Regions from separate parts of the Lactuca sativa genome. Here region 1 is linked to region 2. The links are chromatin contacts, called in public Hi-C maps. All regions are on one chromosome and are shown on one strand. Each heading gives the region's core, a stretch centred on a gene start, on an enhancer-like site or on the middle of the called end of the contact. The rest is flanking DNA. Distances are from core to core; before and after follow the strand shown.

Region 1 (3,863 bases), core at 202-2,701, 950 kb before region 2:
ACCTGTTACCCACCTTTAGTTCCAGCTCTTTTCCTTTTCGTTTTAATGAGATAAACAGCCCCGCTTTCTTTCTTCCTTCCCTACAGTCAAATAACCAAAACCTAAAGACCCCTAATCTCCACCATTTCCAGTTAAAGGACTTTATGATCGCAAATAGGTCTCTATCCGTTTTGTTCACTAGAGAAGAAAGAAAGATGAGAATCACCAACCTCCCTTCTACTTCCTTTCTCATTATCAGGTGATCCCCAAATCCTCCTTCGACTACCACAGGTTGTGGTCATCTTTCCCGGCGGTCAACAGCCCTTGTCGAGCTCCAAGTGTCGAGGGAAAATCATGATCAAACACCGACTGCTTCCCATCCGTTATTCTTTCTATCTTTCCAGCCAAATATCAAACCCAAGCATCCATTTTTTTTTGAAGAAGAAAGAACAAGGGAGCTGCCGAAGTAACCCCCTTCGCATCCACAACAAGAATCGAAAGAGGAGCAACAATCCCTGGCAAAGCAATAAACGACAACCCTGATGTCGCTCCTGTTTTTCCCTATTTCTTCTGATCGAGCACCGGTGATGCTCTTCCTGACCGACTGCACCAGGAAAGGAAAGGAAACAGAGGTGTTGCTCACCTCTTTTCAATTGTCTTCCATGTCTGATTTTCACAAAAAAATTCTTACAAATAAAAAGAATCTTAACTTTTCTTCTTTAACTATTATTCTTAGGATGACAAAATTGGTTTATTGGTGAGTTTTTAAGTGATTGTGGTGTATGAATTTTGATTATAACAGAGAATGGTCGTTTAGGTTTACGATTCATTAATTTAGAGAGAGAGAGAGAGAGAGTTAACATTAAATAATTATTATTATTTTTAAATAAGATAAAACTTCATAAATGGTCCATATGGTAGTGAAAAGACATAAATGTCCTTCACTTAACGGCCAAAAGCTAACGACGTTAGCGAAAATGACCATTTGTTAAAAGTTTTGAAACCACAGGGACCATCTGTGAGGTTTTTTAAACTTAAGGACTAAACTTGATATTTTCGAAAACCACATGGATCATTTTTGAAATTTTGTCATGAAATTAAAAAGGTTGTACGAAGTATGCTTAGCTTGTAATTTAATTGTTATTTTGAGGGTCCAATGTGTAAAAGATGAACCTTGAATATTGTTTGATATAATGAAATTAAAAAGGCTGTACGAAGTATGCGTTATGAACAAATGAATAAATTCAAATCGGCCTTTTATATATACAAAATAAATAAATAATAATAATAATAATAAAATAAAAAAAATCATAAGTCTGGCGGCTATACAATTTGATTATTATTTATTTAAATATCTAATAAATAATAAATAAATAATAATAAAATAAAATAAGCCAGCCTTTTATATATATTTTTCTATATCAAATTGCTAATGCAACCAAATCCATGTATAATGATCGATGAAGTATCTCGAGAGTCACCTTACCTACCCAAAAATTTCAATGGAATCTTTAACGTTTTCCTCAAAATATTATTAATCTTATATGGACTTGAAATTACTACCTATAAATGCATAAGAATGCCTTCTCTTCCGAAGAGTGTGCATGACAATTGTTTGAGGAAATGTCAATAATGATTCATCTATCGATAGTGTTCATGTTGTTTTCAAATGCTCTTGTTGATAGAGTTTGTCATGCTTCCTCTTACTCCCGTCTCATAAGCAGTGGTGTTGACCATCATCTTCATTCTCCCATTAATGAACAACCACTCGCCAAAATTGCCATTCACAAGACTATTATCGCTCTCCATGAATCAGCTTCCATTCGTTCTAACCCTTTGCTACTAGGATTCAAGGTAAAAGGTCGTTTTCTTCCCATTAATTAGATTAACTATTCAAATTCCATTACTTAATTTCTTGATATTACGAAAGGGCGAGGATGCTGAATGGGTCAACGTAGAGCTTGAGTACCTTGAAGCATCTGAGGACGATTGGGTTGGAGTTTTTTCACCAGCGAAGTTCAAGTAATCTTCTCTTTTAATTTCTATAATACCGAATGGCTTCGTCTTCTACATGAGAATGATGTTTCTGAAAAATTGAATGAATATTGACAGTTCATCAGATTGTTCATCTGAAGCTGGTAACTGGCCGGAGACTCCATACTTATGCACAGCTCCAATTAAGGTAAAACACCATTAATTACTTTGAATGATGAAGGACCTTCCTGCTAATAACATATGTTTTGTAAATTGTAACAGTACAAGTTCGCAAATCACTCCACTGTCAATTATGTTGAAACAGGAAAAGCTAATCTCAGCTTCCGGATCATCAATCAACGTGCAGATTTCGCGTTTGCGTTATTCACAGGCGGATTAGAAGCTGTGTGAATTAGTCCCTCTTTCCAGTTTCCACTCGTAATTTATTGAATTCTGCAATGTATGTGACTAATCAGTAATTGGGTTTTCTGAATTACAGCCGAAATTGGTTGCTGTTTCTGATCCTATATCATTTGCAAACCCTAAAGCTCCTCTATACCCTCGTCTTGCCCATGGAAAAGCTTGGGATGAGGTGTACATTTACAAACTCTACACCTTTTTGAATTCTAATCTTTATATATTTTGCTATATTGGGTGTGTGGTCTCTAAACTTTCTTTTTCTAATTTTCTACAGATGACTGTAACTTGGACCAGTGGCTATAACATTGATGAAGCAACTCCACTTGTTGAATGGGGATGGAAGGGTCAAATCAAAAAGCTTTCTCCAGCAGGGACGTTGACTTTTACACGTGGCAGCATGTGTGGTATAATAGTAAATAATGGTAAAAATTAATTAAAATTACCCAAAATTTTTACATTTTTTACCTTCCATGTAGGTCCACCGGCACGTACAGTTGGATGGCGTGATCCTGGTTTTATCCACACTAGTTTCTTAAAGGAATTGTGGCCAAACACCATGTATGTGTCTCACTTTTACTCACATTTTCAAAGAATAATGATACAATGGAAAAAGACACTATTTTTCCATTAAGTCATATGTATAGGAAAGATAGCCGAATGAGTAATGATGTTTTGGACAAAATGCTCTATACATTAAGTTAGTTTATTCTAAGATTGAATAACTCGTCTGAATAAACGACATTAAATGACCATTTCACCTTTGCAATCCAAACAACAAATATTCACAAATCACAACATTATTTTTCTAGGTATGAATATAGAATGGGGCATATGCTTTCAAACGGATCAATCATTTATAGTAAAATGTACACATTCAAATCATCTCCATATCCAGGGCAGGATTCGCTTCAACGTGTTATCATATTTGGAGACATGGGAAAGGTACCATTGAATTTGATCAAAAGAAATTTATTTAAATCATACAATAAAATATAACAATAACTAATTTATAAAATTCATTTTTCTAGGCGGAACGTGATGGGTCAAATGAGTATGCAAATTATCAGCCAGGATCACTAATTACAACAGACCAATTAGTTAGTGACCTTGACAACTATGATATAGTGTTTCATATAGGAGATTTACCATATGCAAATGGATTTCTCTCGCAATGGGATCAATTCACAGCACAAGTCGAACCCATTTCATCTATAAAGCCATATATGATTGCAAGGTTTGTGTTTTTAAATATTAAAAAAAACGTTTATTTCTAGTTTCTAATTAATTTTGAATTTGCAGTGGCAACCATGAACGCGATTTTCCTAATTCTGGATCTTTTTACGACACGCCTGATTCAGGCGGGGAGTGTGGTGTACCTGCTGAGACCATGTATTATGTTCCCGCAGATAACAGAGCTAAATTTTGGTAAAAATATTTATTTAAATCTATAATATTTTAAAAAAAAATATCTTGTTCATATTGTATGTTGT
Region 2 (3,404 bases), core at 243-2,742:
TGGACGTCGGGATAAAAAAACCTAGACATTAGGGTGGGAAAGGAGACGGAAATCAGACAAGAATGCGAGGGAATTTGTCTTACATGAAAATTATAACTAAAGAGCATCTGAAAATGACAATGTTAACTCATGAACCTAGCAAAGTAATGATTGCTAGTAAGGAGCTCATGAATTTGAATGAGGTTAAATCTATGGTTCTTGTTGAGGTAAAGGAGTGCTTGTTCTATACCTAATCTCTAAACCTTTGTCATGAGGAAAGTTTCTCAAAGACCAAGATTGGGTATGTTGGTGGATTGTTGTCGAGTGCAGATTGTGTTTCGAATAGAAGTTTTGTATTGTGATATCTAAGTAGTTGGTAGAGCATATTATGCTCTATCGGTATAACGTTATAGTATACATTATTTTATGTGCTCCTACCCATAGGTGTAGGTTAGTGTGAGTAGCTCGCTTTGATTTTCACATGTGTATATCTTTGTGTCTTATTATTTATTATGATTGGGGTTAACTAGACCGTCTTGAGTTTTATATATATTGGTGTCAGTCATTCTAATAGGCCAACAAGTTTTTGATCTTACTCATATTCTTTCAGAATATTGGAGCATTTCATTGAATCATTGAATCCTTTTGCAAGTGATCAATCAAAGATCCCAACCTTTATTTACATAAAGGTTCGTCTTACAATTATGCAATATTTTGTTTGTCATCTTGTTAGTTCATCCTAACAAATAGTATCAGAGCAAGATTGTTCAATCCTTTAGGGAGTTCATCTCATTTTCAATCCTAGATTTGGTCTCGGAGATCCATTTCTAGTTTTTGTTTAATAAAGTCTCAAAAGAAATTGAGAATTTTAATTCTTGTTTCAAACAATTATGAAGAATTACTCATGACTTCGGTGAACACACATGCATGGAAACCCAAATACATCCCAACAATCATTAAGAGAGCAAATATTGGGTCATTTATTAAAAGATGAAACGGTTAATAGTAACAAAACAACATATCATGGGAATGATATATATTGCGATATCAATTCTCGATACAAGATATGTATTTCCTATTCTCAACCCTAGCGTGTGAAATGTTATGCCTTGGAAAAGTCATTTGTGCAACTTCCCCGTGTTTGCCACCATATGAAGAACACAAACAAAGAAACTTTTCTCAAGTCCACTTTCCCCTCGCTAGAAACTTGCACGTTGATATGGGTTTCACAGCCGAAGAAGTTGATATGATTATGGACTGCTATACAATAAAAAAAAAAAAAAAAAAAGATGTAACATGATTAAAAAAAAATGAGTTGTATGCATTATTATTTGTGAAGCCTAACATAGGATGTGAAAGTACTTTATTTGAAAAAATATCAAAATTTTAGTGATCTCCTCGAGAAAATAAATAGGGTTTTATCCAGAAAAATAAATGATTCTTAGATTTGCCCAATAATAATTCATTATATGACCTAATTTCCAAAAATATAACTGTAAAAGTCTACGAACGCAGAACAAGATGCTGTATTTATTTTCGCAACTAATTTCGACTGATTCCGTTAAGACTGAAGACTCCAAGTGTCGACTCTGTATCCGAATTCGATGGCCAGTAATCAGAGTCAAAAGATTCGCCATCTAGCATGTGGATAAAACTCAAAGCAAAACAGTTGACTTAATCTTCGAAGAAATCTCCGGATTATTATTTATTCATAACTACAACTATTTATCAATCTTTTAACTTCATAACAAAATCATAAAAGAATATCTGCTGGAATCTTCCCAAATCCCACTACCAGAAATCCAAAACCCAAAACCCAGTAAAGAAACAACAACCTTTTCATGCCTGTAACCCGTTTGTGAAATTGCCTCAATGAAGATCTTTTACAGAATCGCCGTCTTTTCACTATCAATCTTTGTTGTTTTAGCATCAGCGAATTTTGTGAAAGGTAATATTGAAATCACGGAACAACCCTTGTCCAAAATCGCAATTCACAGTGCTGTGTTTGCTCTCCGTGATGACGCCTCCATTAAAGCTTATCCTACTGTTCTTGGCTCAAAGGTAAAAATTTATTTTTCTTGAAAGAAAAACAGTTTCTTCTAGTGACTAATGTTGATAAATTTTTCACTTTAATGAAGGGTGAAGATGTTGATTGGGTGACAATCGAGCTTCAACACCCAAATCCATCGAATGATGACTGGATTGGAGTATTTTCTCCTGCTAAATTTAAGTAAGATTTGATTCAAATCTTCAATATCATAATCAAATGTAGAAATTCGTACTAAATAATATATTTTTTGAAAAAAATGCAGTGGATCAACTTGTTACTTTGAAAATGATTCTAAGCTACAGGCTCCATACATATGTTCTGCACCAATAAAGGTGAATTTTGCTTTAAATTTATGATATTTATTCCAAATAAATTGGTATCATATGTGAATTGTGATCTGACTTATATTATTTCAGTACACATTCGCAAATTACTCGAATTGGGAATATGCAAAAACAGGAAAAAGTACATTAAAACTCCGGTTAATCAATCAACGAGCTGATTTCTCATTTGCCTTGTTTTCGGGTGGATTATCAAATGTAAAAATCCAAAATCTACAATGCATTTTGTTATTTAGTTACTTTTGATATGGCCCACCTTTCCTATGTTTATTATTTATTAGTTGTCTTTATATTTTCATTGTAGCCAAAATTAGTTGCTCATTCGAACTTTATATCATTTGCAAATCCAAAAGCACCTGTTTATCCACGTCTTGCTCTAGGAAAATCTTGGAATGAAGTAAGTTTTGAAAATGTATTTTTATATTATATATTTTTTTTACTATTTAAATTGATATTTGGAATCTTTGTTTTTTTTTTTTGTGTTCATTTTAGATGACTGTGACATGGACAAGTGGCTACAATATAAACGAAGCAACTCCTTTTGTGGAATGGGGAGTCAAAGGTCAAGGCCGAATTCGCACTCCCGCGGGAACACTAACATTCCATCAAAATAGCATGTGCGGTATGTTCATCTACTGATAATCTTGGATAGGACAGTGTGAGTCAACTCAGTAAACACGATTACTGGAAAAATTACTTTCATGCAGGGTCACCAGCAAGATCAGTCGGGTGGCGGGACCCAGGTTTCATACATACAAGTTTCTTGGAAAATCTATGGCCAAATACCAAGTATCTATCATTTTTTAAAATTTTTTAATTCAATTAACTGGATTAACTATATGTTATAATTATAAATCCTAGGTATACTTACAAAATGGGGCATATATTACCCGATGGGACACATATATGGAGCAAAAAGATTTACACGTTCACGTCACCCCCTTTTCCAGGACAAGAATCCTTGCAACGTGTTATTATATTCGGTGATATGGGAAAGGTAGTAAAACTAAAACTCCAAAAATTACGATTTTATA

The links. Hi-C and Micro-C count contacts between places; a contact is called where the count stands out from the background.
Region 1: a Hi-C map of seed shows a contact between it and region 2, with 4 times the contacts expected there. The contact joins the promoter of LOC111914980 here to the promoter of LOC111915255 in region 2. A contact is called at or near these places in 2 of 4 Hi-C or Micro-C datasets (leaf and seed).

The regions. Positions count from the first base shown.
Region 1 is chr4:135,469,354-135,473,216 of Lsat_Salinas_v11, reverse strand. LOC111914980 (nucleotide pyrophosphatase/phosphodiesterase) reads left to right here and starts at 1,451. Exons shown (of 12, transcript XM_023910685.3): 1 at 1,451-1,833; 2 at 1,910-2,001; 3 at 2,092-2,161; 4 at 2,236-2,358; 5 at 2,453-2,545; 6 at 2,648-2,777; 7 at 2,850-2,931; 8 at 3,183-3,315; 9 at 3,402-3,607; 10 at 3,673-3,798. The coding sequence starts at 1,603.
Region 2 is chr4:134,514,904-134,518,307 of Lsat_Salinas_v11, reverse strand. It overlaps LOC111915255 (probable inactive purple acid phosphatase 27), which reads left to right and starts at 1,492. Exons shown (of 12, transcript XM_023910928.3): 1 at 1,492-2,040; 2 at 2,118-2,209; 3 at 2,292-2,361; 4 at 2,446-2,568; 5 at 2,675-2,767; 6 at 2,863-2,992; 7 at 3,078-3,159; 8 at 3,232-3,367. The coding sequence starts at 1,852.